2 separate regions of the Mus musculus genome follow, and region 1 is linked to region 2. A link is a contact called in public promoter capture Hi-C data. All regions are on one chromosome and are shown on one strand. Each heading gives the region's core, a stretch centred on a gene start, on an enhancer-like site or on the middle of the called end of the contact. The rest is flanking DNA. Distances are from core to core; before and after follow the strand shown. Region 1 overlaps Pkdcc (protein kinase domain containing, cytoplasmic). Region 2 overlaps Arhgef33 (Rho guanine nucleotide exchange factor (GEF) 33).

Region 1 (6,094 bases), core at 1,597-4,096, 2.9 Mb after region 2:
CCAGCTGTTGCAGACTTCCTGGGAGGATCGATTCCGAGTAAGCAGGGAGGAGGGTTCAGGCCTGGGATTTTTGTGGGGATGGTTCTCCCTTAGAAGGCAGCCTCTCAGAGCAGCCTAAACTCCTCAGCCAGGGAGGGAGGGAGGGAGGGAGGGAAGGAAGGAGGGAGGGGCACACACTAGCTCGGCCATGGGCCAAAGGGTTAAAAAAAAAAAAAAAAAAGAACAGGACAGAGGAGCCAGGCCTTTTGTGTTCCTGCTGTTCTCCCTGCTCTCCATAGCACACGTGCACATTCATGTGAGTGAGTGTACACACATATGGGTCCATGAGGGCAAGTGTGTGCATAGGTGTGTGGACACACATACACGTGTGTGCCCCGACATGCACTCACACACACACCTTTTACACATTTGGATGCTTCCTTTCAACCTGAGGGTCAAAACCCCTTTGGGGATCAAAAGACCCTTTGCTCAGGGATTGCATATCAGATATCCTGCATATCAGATTTACGTTATGATTAATAACAATAGCAAAATTATAGTTACGAAGTAGCAACAAAAATAATTTCCTGATGGTGGTGGTGGTGGTGGGGTCACCACAACATGAATTGTATTAAAGGGTCGCAGCATTAGGGAGGTTGAGAGCCACTGCCCTAGTTCCACACACTGAGGCCACATTCAACACTCCTGTTGCTATCTCACTCCTAATGGTTAGTCCAGCCAAGGGTCAGTTAGAGACCAATGACTTTTCCAATGGGACCAGAAAAAGAGAAAGGCCAACCTCCAAGCTAAAGCCAGAGCCTGTGAGTCCAGCAGGCCTGACCCAGCCTATGTGTGACCCACCCTCAGATCTGCCTCAGCCTTGGCCGCCTCCTCCACCACCTGGCCCACTCCCCGCTGGGCTCGGTCACCCTGCTTGACTTCCGCCCTCGGCAGTTTGTGCTAGTGAACGGGGAGCTGAAAGTGACAGACCTGGATGATGCCCGCGTGGAAGAGACACCGTGCACCAGCAGTGCCGACTGCACGCTAGAGTTTCCAGCCAGGAACTTCAGCCTGCCCTGCTCGGCCCAGGGCTGGTGCGAGGGCATGAATGAGAAACGGAACCTCTACAATGCCTACAGGTAATGACCATACGTGGTGGGACTCCAGCTAAGGGGACTGGTGGAGTAAGAGCCAACCAGGGAGAATAACCTTGACCTAGGGAACTGAGGGGCCCAGGCAGGATCGAATGTGGCTGTGGAGCTAAGAATAGATAGTGCTGAGGAGAGCTAGGTTGGAGGGGCAGCTGGAGGCTTCCTAAAATAGTGTCGCATTCAGGGCCTGAGACTGCCAGGACTGGCATGTGCCTTCTCCACCCTAGCTCTTAACCTTTACAAAGCTCCTCGAAGCTGAGAAGCCCCAACTATGGAGCTGTTCCACCACCGGGTCAAACAGAGGACAGTGTGGCCTGGAAGATGAGGACGGGGAGAGAAATGGACCTCTGGGCCCAGTTTGGTCTGCAATCAGCTGTAGTCACAACTGAGCCCAAGCCCATGCCTCACAGCTAAGTAGTGTAGGCCTGCCTGGTCCCTGTGTGAGGTTTCTTTCCCAGACCACGTTGAAGTCCATTGCTAATGGAAGGGATGTAGTTCCAAAGGCTGGGCCCCTGAGCCCCTACCTCCTCTCTGCCACAGGTTCTTCTTCACATACCTCCTGCCACACAGTGCCCCGCCTTCCCTCCGACCTCTCCTGGATAGCATCGTCAATGCCACGGGTAAGCCTCAGGACCCGTACACATCGGATTACCTGCCCCTGCCCTATCAGAAATAGGGACAAGCATGACCCTGGGACATGCAAGGTCTAGGACCCATTATATTCTAAGATAGTGTTCTGTGGTAAGGACCCTCCTTAGCCACCAAGTCCTGGCTTCGGGAAGGAAAGAGGGTGGCTTCCCATGGGAGGAATGGGAGTGGGAGCCAGGCATGTGGTGGTAACCGGGCATGTGGTAGTAACCATACCACACTTTGCAGGAGAGCTCGCCTGGGGGGTGGATGAGACCCTGGCCCAGCTGGAGACAGCGCTACACTTGTTCCGAAGTGGGCAGTACCTGCAGAACTCTACAAGCAGCAGGGCTGGTGAGTGATGGACAGGGCAGGAACCCAGGGACTGGGCAGGCAGGAGCAGGATTATGAGTGAGTGACCTCCACCCACTGGGCTATTACTTACTTTCTTCAGAGACTTGGTCTCCAAAGGCCACTCTCGCTTTGAAGCCCTGCCTCTGACTAACCTGAAACAGCAAGCATTTGCCTTGAGCAGTTGGGTGAGCACTGACACCCTCTGTAAGAATGGCTTCAAACCCCTCCAAGGAGCTGGCTGTATGACTTACCCCTGGGGCCTCTTTTTTTCTCAACTGTGAATTGGGTTCAAAATAATTCACCTAGCAAACTTTCTTATGGGGATTAACTAGCCTACAAGGTGTGTAAAAGCAATTAGCACAGTGCCTGTTACACAGCTGGATCACAACACACATTAGCTTCTCTTCCCTTCCTCTGCACTCCTGGGGCATGGAGGGCAGCCGGAGGAGGGGGCAGCCTACTCTGAAACCAGCCAAGAAGCTGTTTCCCCCAGGGAGGGGGGGGGAACTATAGCTACTGTTACAGGCAGTGGTCCCTCTACAGAAGCCTAAGGGTTTAGCAATGGTTGGGGGGTATGGGGGGAGCAGCCTCCATTTTCAAGGAGGCCTGACCAGCCTTAGGGGTGGGGGAGCCCTCGTTAGCCCTGTAAATAAAGTTTAACGAGGTGAACAATGGCTGGCTCTGTCCCTGAGGACTCCGTTTATGGGGCCATAAATCACAGGCAACCCTGCCTGGACTTTGGTCCCTGGCAGGAGAAGGAGGCAGGAGGGTGGGGTGGCCAGAGGCCCAGGGCTTCTGCATTATCAGGCAGCAACTGGGGCTCCTAGGGTGGTGGGAAAGACCAGTGAACCAGAGGCCCACCTCTCAGCCTCTTGAAGAGCCTCTGCACTCACTGAGCATCTGAGGCTCTGAACCACAGGGAACTCCCAACCCTTCTCAAGTCCTTGAACCCCGAATTGTGGCATTTTGTGTCCATCTACCTGCTTCTTAACCGCAAACTCCTTTGCTGGAGTCCCAGGTCTATCTTAGAAGCTTAGCTGGCCTCTCCGCAAAGTCAGGACCAAGTATGTCTGAGGGGCTCTGAACCCTTGCCCCGCGTGGACAGGACTAGAATCGAGTCAGGAATCCTCAGGCCCCACCCCAGGCCTTCCCAAATCAGTACCTACATTTCGGTAATACTGCATGAAAGTGCACATGTACCACGATGTGTGAGAAGCCTTGTCCTGCATGTCTAAAACTCCCTGAGCTCCGACACAGACAGCTGGTTATCTCTGAGTACGTGCCTGGCCCACATATGCCATTCGTTCTATGCTGTTGATACTAGCTACGTGGCCTTAAATCTAAGAGATGTGTGTGCCCTCAAACCCAAGTCTACCTAGCTGTAATGTGAGCTTGAAGAGCTCTCGCTGCCTTCATTTCCAGGCTGGGTGCACTGGCCTGGACTTCAGCTTTCGTCTAGCAAATGAGTCTTGCGATCCCTGCTCACAGAGCCATCCTCAGCCCTCGCCCGCCCCGGGCACACAGTTCTCACTCTCTTCCCTTTAACTCTTAGAGTACCAGCGCATCCCGGACAGTGCCATCACACAGGAGGACTATCGCTGCTGGCCATCCTATCACCACGGCGGCTGCCTCCTGTCCGTGTTCAACCTGGCTGAGGCTATAGATGTCTGTGAGAGCCATGCTCAGTGTCGTGCCTTTGTGGTCACCAACCAGACCACCTGGACAGGTGAGCCAGAGGGAGGGGGTATCTCAAAAGAATGGCTATACGTCTCCAAAAGATGTGAAGGGCTCCCCTCAGAAAAGCCAGAGGGCAGGCAGAGATGGTGATGATATATATATATATATATATATATATATATATATATATATATATATCCTTCAAGTCAGTCACTTTATAGAAAGTAGTCTTACCTCCAAGAAGAAAATTACCCAGATCTGTAAACTCTTATCTCTGCCCCTAGGTCGGAAGCTGGTCTTTTTTAAGACTGGATGGAACCAAGTGGTCCCTGATGCCGGCAAGACCACATATGTGAAGGCCCCTGGTTGACTGGTTGTGGGCTCAGCTGACCAGCTGGGCTTGCCTGCTGCAGGCGTGACTTGCATCCCACCTGGGAACCCCTGCAGACAAAAGCTAGCTCCCAGAGCAACTGATGTGACCAGGACAAAACGTGCAATATGCAAAAATGTTAAAATGTGAGTTTGCCAGCTTCAGTCCCAGACTGGTTGGAACCCGATTGCCTCTCTGGAGCTGTAGGCTGTGAGCAGGGCTCAGGCTGGTCTTAACTGGGACAGTCCCGTGGGCAGCCCATTACTGCATTCATGCTTTGAGAATGTAGCCAGAACACTGCTGCTGCATAAGCCACCGTGGGCAGGAGCTGCCTGGGGACAACCAGTCTCAGAGTGCTCTCTCAGCTCAGCTCCGCTCCAAATGGAGAGCGCGGGATGCGGAGATGTGAGTGAACCAGCACTGGGAAGAAGGCTCTCGGGCCTCTCCCTAGAGGTTGCTCCTAGGCCAGCCCCGAGGCCGTGGGCAGCAGTGCTCGCATCCATATGAGCCAAGACTAGAGTGGAGGAGCAGATTGCATTTGAGCCAGGACTGGGGTGGGGGTAGGGTCGGGGCCTCTCTGCCTCATTTGCTTTCAGTGAAAGCCAGGGAGCAGCCGCAGCCAGGCTCCTCCCACTCCTGGAGGCCAGGCTCCTCCCCCTCCTGGAGGCCAGGCTCCTCCCCCTCCTGGAGTTTGCGTACCCAGAAGCTTTTATACTTCTCGTTCATTAAATTGTTTATTTTTGTAAAAAAAAAAATTAATCAATTAATAAAATGATGTTTTGTGACAAATGCTCCCCTCCGTCATGAGCTCGTGAGAAGACTGTCTCTCAGCCCCAGTTATGCCTGTAGTGCGTTTGGCTGGTGGTGTGTGTCTGTCTGATGGAGTTTGGCAACCTACGGGGAGCGAAATCTCAGTGGCAAACCCTGAAAACTCGGTGGCCCTTGATGCCTACCCTGAGCAGATGTGAGGGTGGGTCCCATCCCCTCAAGGAGGTTCTAACTTGAACACATTTTTGACTTCCTGTGCACAAAGCCTTAGCCCAAGAGTGCTATCTCCATAGTAGGGTGTTGGCCATCTCAATTACCTGATGGAGAAATAATTAAGATAGAAGGAGTTAGCCAAGCGACCTCCAGGCTTGGCCTGGTGCACCTACACCTGTGTGACCACCGATGTCCGGCACAAGTTCATGGGCAGGTTTCTTTTCTTTCTTTTTTTTTTTTAGGTCCTTTCTTCAGCGAGAAATACATAGAGAGTGAAGAGAAAGAAGGCTCTTTGGAAGAGCGAGCTTCAGTTTTCTGAATTTAGCAAGAACCATCTAGCAGGGAGCATATGAACCAGAGGGAAAATGATGAGACGGGTTTGGGGGAGAAAGGGGAAGAGAGATCGGGTTGGAGAACTCGTCCCTATGCTGAGACTGCAACAAGCCAAGGCATAGAACCTTCTCAGAAAGAGTCACCCAGTAGCTAAAGGGACAGGGACAGTTTTCCCCTCAAACCTGTACAGCTTACCTTACACCCCACCCCCTCCCTGAGGACAAACAGCCACACTTAGTCCTGCAAACTTGAGAGAAAACACATTTGCAACCTGGAGTGGCAAGGCTAAGACGTGCCCAGGAAAGGGGTGTCACTATCCGGAAGCATTATTCTCCCCTCCAGATGGCACGTGCACATCTTCCTGTCTCTCGGGTCCTGGCTGCATAGTTTTCTCCTTCCCACAGACTCCAGAACCAGAGCGTGACACCCGCTCTGTCCCACCCCACTGGAGCAGCCATGATTTTCCTGGAGCAGTGGGCAGAGAGAAATACGTTCACCTACTGCAGCCTCGGCCGATGTCAGAGAAGGGAAGCCTGGTGGGATGGGGGCGTTCAAGGCTGTTTCAAAGTCAAGGAAGACAGAAACAAGGTGAGGAGACGGTGTAGCTGAAGGGTCTATCAGG
Region 2 (6,696 bases), core at 1,140-3,639:
TCAGCCACCTCATTTGGGACTTGCGAGACCTGAAATTTCTCTGCTTCAGCAGATGGGGTAATTCCCCAGGACGACTGACTGACTACTTAGTTTCCCCCAATTGATCTCCACCCCTGTCTCTGCAAACAGGCTTTTCCTGGCTGGAGGAAACTTTCTCTGGAGGCCAGGACTGTCCCTCTGAATATCTCTAAGGGTCTTTAGTTGTTCTTCTTCACTTGCAGGTGGCCTTACCAGGTGCGATGTCACTTTGTTTTTTATTTAAATTGATGGTTTGTTTGTTTGTAACAGAGTCCCACTATGTAGCCCTGGCTGGTCTGGAACGTACTATATAGATCAGGTTGGCCTTGAACTCACAGAGATCTCCCATGGGCTGGAAGGAAAGGCATGAGCTTTCCCTCTCACTGAGAGCCCCTGAGAGGCTTCTCCTTAGCTGAGTCCAGCTGGGCAACATGTTTGAGAGACAGAGACAGAAAAAAATCTAGTCAGGGTAGAAAGAGCCACAGAACCTTCCTGCCAGAACCACAGCTCAGGAAATACCCAGGCTATCAAAAGCCACTCTGACACACTCAGGTATACCAAGCAACAACAAGAGACAGAGGGGCCCCCGGAAGAAGGGCCTGAGTTTTGATGAGTTGTGTTATCTCACACGAGGCTTAAACATGTACTCATTCACCTCAGAGCAGGCACTGGCCGTGAGAGAGCAGGCCGTCACGCTTCTCTTCCTGCCAGGTCTTGACACATCAACTCAGCCAAATTACCCAATCCCAAGTAAGCAAGATAATAACGTGGCAATGGAGTAGCTCGGAGGACCAATGGCCGTTCACATTCTGATATAAGGAAGATCTGTGCTCCTGAGCTAAGGAATGGTCCGCTCTGAGTGCTTTCTCTAGATTCCCGCTGGCTCTGGACACACCAGGGCTGTGGTGGGGAACCAGAGTTGGTTTGGAAAGTGAGAGTTGTCTAGGAGTCCTGCTGACTCTTGGTTCTTCAAGCCCGTTGCTGGGTGCAGGCTTTCTCTTAGGGGAACTTTGCGCTGCTGATAGAATAAAATAGTTTTGTTTTCCTCGCCAGTCTATCCACTAAGTTTTGGTATTGGGAAACAAACCCAGGACCCGCACTTGACCCCTGAATGACTCTTCTAATCATTATTTTGAATGGCATCTGTAGTAAATACCATGTTTCTCATAGTCTGCTGGGTGAAAATTCACATTGCTTTCTCAGATTTTTTTTTTTTTGAGAGCACCTGAGGCCCTTTGGGGAGTGTGGTTGGAGCGGGGAGGAGGTTGAGTGCTCTCACCTGAGGAGCCCGATGTGTAGTCAAAGCTAGCTATATATTTGGTGATTCAGTTTTGACATAGGCGTAAAAAACACATTATCTTTGAGATGCCTTCATTTATGCATTTAGAAAATTCCCATGTATGAGTGCTTTGCCTGCATGCATGTCTATGTAACTCACTCTGCGCCTGACGCCCACAGAAGCCAGGAAAGGAGTCAGATTACCTGGGCCTCGAGTTACATGTGACTTGAGCTACCACGTGGGTGCTGGGAATTGAACCTGGGTCCTCTGAAAGCAGCCAGCCAGTGCTAACCCATCTCTTCAGCCCTCATGACAGCGTTGTTTAAACCCCGTGTACTTACACACTGTGAGATTTGTTTTCTCTCATTAGGTGACTTCCAGGGGTCACATTATACTTCTTGCTTCCTTTTATTATGTTGATTACAGAGTTATATGAACAGACTTATAAAGATATTCTAGAGCAAATTATATTTGTCACAGTACTATCCGTTGTTTATGGTATTTTATTTAAGATACGTGAGAATTCATCATCTTAGAGTAGATTTAATATCAGAATCCTAAAACGACCTCAGTGGTTTACATATTACATCTTACTTGCAGGAGATTATATACAAGTCATTGCTATCTCTAAGACTTTCCTAGGATATTATTTGGACTTTATTTGAAAGGATCGATAACGGACCGTCCTTTTCTCCCCCCCCCCATACTCCCCTCCTTTCCTCTCACTTCCCTTCCCCTCCCCTCCTCTTCTCAGAGTGTTGTGATGTTGCCTGAGCTGACCTTGAACTCAAAAAGCCTTCTGCTTCAGCCTCCAGAGGGTTGAGATTGCAGGCGTGTGACCCCGAACCTGGCTTACCCTCCTTTTGGTCCTTCCCACAGATATTTGTTCTGCTTAATTTCTTTTCAGCTTTTAAAGGAACCAATTCTCCAATGTCTAGAATGCAGCCCATCTCGCCACCTAACTTTTACTTAGTGTCAGGTGTGCTGGTGTGACAGGCTGAGTGAGAAGAATTCCAAGTTTATGGCTAATCGGGGCTACTTAATGGGGCTCTGTCTGAGGATACACAAACAAGTGAAGTTATCTGTCAGAAAGTACACACTGCATTTCATCAGCCCAGTTCGGTGTTCTTTGAGTTGTCAGCCACAGTCCCCTCCTTGTGTGTGTGTGTGTGTGTGTGTGTGTGTGTGTGTGTGTGTGTGGTGGTAGTGGCGGGGGAGCATGCATCTACGGTACACTATGTGAAGGTCAGAGGACAAATTGCTGGAATTAGGTCATCAGGCATCATTACCAGCTGCCTCAGTGCCCCAACCGCTCTTCCTCCTCTCCTTTTCCCTCAGTCTTTCCCTCATCACTCAGTCAGGCTCCCTCGCTTTTTAAAATCATCTACTCAATCTGTTTTACTCAAAGACCTAAAAGTAGTTGGGAGGCTGAGGCAAGAGGGCTGCTCTGAGTTTGATGCCATCGTGGGCCCCAAGTCGAATTCCAGGCCAGCCAGATCTTCATGGCAAGATCTTTTCTCTCTCAAAACAAAACAACCATAAACCAGAAATCAAGTAGTACAGAGTCCACAAAGGAATCAATGCTTTATCTCTTTTTATTTACTTATTTATTTTGCTGTGCTTTTTTTTTTTTAAGGGTAGTTGCTGTGGCATGAAGCAATTAAACCCAGAAAACTAGAAAACTAACCGCCATGTGAGGTGGTACGGCTTGTGTAGGGAGGGCACGCTCTGAGGTGAGGCTCAGTCTGTGGGAAATGACTGGGGGTAAACACTGTGCCCACTGATGACCAAGTACAATGTTTCTGACTTTGCGTTAAAAATGATGACACACAAGCCAGTGTTACTCATCATCAAGTGACGTTGATTTTAGCTGACATAGGGACAAATGAACACCAATGCATGCTTCGCACAATGTCTTCAGTAGTTGTTGGACATCACAGAGGTTATATAGACTTTCCTTTCTGATCATGTCTGCAGGCTTTGTTCTGATGAATTATTTAAGTTTTGGGGAAATATTTCCTTGGCACCCTTCCCCCAACACAGAAAGTTCTTGTTCTACTAAATTAGAAATATGCACTGAAGACCCATTCAGCAAAGGACACTGAAGTGGAGATTAACTCAAGTCTGCTTTCAATTAATTTCAATTCCCTGAAGTGCCAACATTTCCATTTTGGTCCCAGCAGTAATTGGAAAGTAATAGGCAAGCCTGAGTTTTTGTAATTGTACGTGTATGTAGGGAAGGAGGGTGAGTATTCTAGGTCACCCTGGGGGAGGGGCAGGAGAGCCCGCGGTCTTCTTCAGATCCCTGTTAATTTTACAGTGTAGTTCTTCAGCTAATTTCATGACAGTCCGGCCTTCCCTTTTCAGATGCAATTTTCCAAGTTTCTGTTTCCCTATATTTACAATTTTATAACCTTTGCTTTTGAAGAGCAGAAACAGATTTTAAAAAGAAAATCCTTCACAGTCAGCTATTGGATGGATCACAGGGCCCCCAATGGAGGAGCTAGAGAAAGTACCCAAGGAGCTAAAGGGGTCTGCAACCCTATAGGTGGAACAACAATATGAACTAACCAGTACCCCAGAGCTTGTGTCTCTAGTTGCATATGAATCAGAAGATGGCCTAGTCGGCCATCACTGGGAAGAGAGGCCCATTGGACTTGCAAACTTTATATGCCTCAGTACAGGGGAACGCCAGGGCCAAGAAGTGGGAGTGGGTGGGTAGGGGAGTGGGTGTGGGTGTGGGGAGGGCATGGGGGACTTCTGGGATAGCACTGGAAATGTAAATGAAGAAAATACCTAATTAAAATAAAATAAAAAAAAGAAAATCCTTTCCAAAAATTATAAGATTGGAATCAAACAAATGCAGGTATTGTGTGAGGGGGACCCAGAGGGGGACCCCAGGACCCTGAAGCTTCTGCTTAGCCCCTCAAAGCACTCAAGAAAGCCTGGTGGAGCCAGAGCTTAGTTGGGTAGAGCACCTTGCTTGCAGAAAAGACCTGCATTTAGTGCTCAGCACCACAGAAACTGGACATGGTGGCACGTGCTTATAATCCCAGCACTTGAGAGCTAGAATCCGGAGGATCGGAAGTTCAAGGGCAACTTCAGCTACATATGAGTCACCCTAGAGAGACGTGTCAGTAGACCTGCACAACCACAGGGACGCGAGTTCCAATCCTAGCACTCTTGTAATGAGCTGGGCATGGTCTCACAAGCCTGTAACCCCAGCATTCTGGGCATGGGGGGTGGCTGGAGACATATCTGTGGCTTGCTGGCTGCCAGCCTGGCAGAAAAACAGAAGCTCCAGGTTCAAGGACAGCCATAAAGGAGGACAACTGATGGTTTCCTCCAGCCTCTGTCTTAGCATTCACACATTGGCTCATGCATCCATACACAGACATGTACATAACACACACATGCGCGCGTGCACACACACACACACACACACACACACAGCTGGGAGACAGAGACACAAATAAGGACAGAGTTAGAAAGACATGGGCAGAGATCAATCCTGGAGATTTCAAAGAGTGTAGGTTGAAAATCATGACTTTATATACAGATCTGCATGAGCAAGAGATCGGCCAACATTTTCTAAAGCTTTAGCAGTATTTCCTCAAAGACCTGCCAAGCCCCAGATGTGTATTTTAAAGGCTACCACTGCAATTTTGGAGATGCAAGGAAAGGTAGATAAAGGGAGTGTGCAGGCCACGTAGACTGGTAAGGGACATTTATTATTTCATGGTAGACAATGATTCAAAGACTATCAAAGTCAGAGTATGGAATCCCAGGGAACTAGGGACAAGCACTTGCTTCAGCCTTAACCCACATTCAATTCCTAACATCACATTAATTAATTAATTCCTGGGCTCCGAGAGGAAGGGATTCTCAGTACAGAATGGGTAACTTACAACAAGAAAGATCTCAAGAAAGATCTGGAATTGCCAGAAGACATTTTCTAGAAAAGTCCTGCTACTTTCCCATAGAATCTTGCTTATCCCTGTGGAATCTTGCTTATTTTCCCCTCCAAATGTGCTTTCCAGTCTACATTCTTCATTAATAGGAGCACACACTTGAGTGTAGAAATTCTCTCCAGGAGAGTTGGGTGTGATGGTGTGTGTCTGTGATCCCAGAAAGTTGGGTTGAGGCAGGGGAATCATGAGTTAGAGATCAGCCTAGGAAACACAAGACCTTATCTCAGAAAAAAAAAATTCCTTCTGCAAATCTTGCTTCTATAAAAGGAATGGTACAGTTATTTTTTTCCACCCATGGTGACAGTGATGCCCAGTTAACTAAGATGGAAGGAGGGGAGGCAACCACATTTCACTTTGTGTAGCAGTCAACCCTGTTGACACTAAGGGGAAAAAAAAATAACAGGAGCAGTCATGGCTCCTCCTGCCATTTCTTAACTTACGATCCTATTGTTTATTATTAATATTATTATTGTTTTGTTGTTAAGAATGGGTCTCATATAGCCCAGGCTGGCCTGCTATTCTATCTGTAGCCAAATGATGACCTTGAACTTGTGATACTCCAGCCGTTTTACCGCTCAGTTCTGGGGTCTCAGGGGTGCTTTCACCTGGTTTGTAAGGCACTGGGGATCAAACACAGAGCGTTGTGAGCAGTAGGAAAACACTCCACCAACTGAGCTACAGGCCCAGGCATAGAAGACAGTCTAAATGGTCCTAAATAGAGATGTTTTCTTTCCACACTATTAGTAAAACTAATTCTGAAAACCCTAGCAGCTGCTATTAGGTGAGACAATTAAGTCATTAGTGTGAAGGTACTGAGGTTAGACTGGAAGTATGGCTCAATGGCAGAGTCCTCGTCCAGAAGCTGCGAGCCCTTGGATTCCATGTCTAACATCTCAAAACAAACGGGAAAAAAAAAAAAGGATAAAAATCACCTAGTAACTACTTCTATGACTTTCAGCTAAGATCTGTAAGAATCACTTAATAAATATTTTACATTTTACATAAATGATGAAGGAATTTAGTATGATAGGTGGATGTAAAAATAAATACACAAAAAATAGAGACTACACAGCCAGCTATATAAAAACGGGGGAAATGTCATACAAAATATTTATAGCGAAGAAGACTTAGAAAGTACTTCCACACTTAAACGTGCGGGGTCGTTGGCGTGAAGACATGGCTCTGGTGTAAGAGCACTTGCTGTTCTTCCAGAGGACCTGGGTTCAGCTGTACCTCTTTTTTCCAGGGGATCTGACAACCTCTTTGATGTATGTGAGAAGTGGGCACACATGTAATACATATGCATATGTGGAAGAGAACTACATCTACATAAAGCAAAATAGATAAGCCTTCAAAATGTCCCAGCATCTTGACCACACATGGTGGTTCATACTTGTAATTGAAGCACTTGGGAGGTCAAGGCATGAG

The links. Promoter capture Hi-C pulls out the DNA fragments that hold promoters and counts their contacts.
Region 1: a promoter capture Hi-C map of liver shows a contact between it and region 2, with 2.5 times the contacts expected there. The contact joins two enhancer-like sites. A contact is called at or near these places in 2 of 39 promoter capture datasets (hippocampal neurons and liver).

What each region holds. Positions count from the first base shown.
Region 1 is chr17:83,220,120-83,226,213 of GRCm38.p6, forward strand. It overlaps Pkdcc (protein kinase domain containing, cytoplasmic), which reads left to right. Exons shown (of 7, transcript NM_134117.2): 2 at 1-37; 3 at 847-1,118; 4 at 1,671-1,750; 5 at 2,007-2,111; 6 at 3,664-3,837; 7 at 4,073-4,950. The coding sequence ends at 4,158. Among named protein-coding and RNA genes, the nearest start is that of Pkdcc, 7.9 kb to the left of the region's middle. Within about 2 kb of position 2,847, at least 39 of the 459 cell types and tissues checked have an H3K27ac peak or open chromatin away from gene starts, as enhancers often do. A contact at or near this core is called in liver, where this site is marked.
Region 2 is chr17:80,323,197-80,329,892 of GRCm38.p6, forward strand. All of the region lies in intron 1 of Arhgef33 (Rho guanine nucleotide exchange factor (GEF) 33), which reads left to right. Among named protein-coding and RNA genes, the nearest start is that of Arhgef33, 19 kb to the left of the region's middle. Within about 2 kb of position 2,390, at least 6 of the 459 cell types and tissues checked have an H3K27ac peak or open chromatin away from gene starts, as enhancers often do. A contact at or near this core is called in liver, where this site is marked.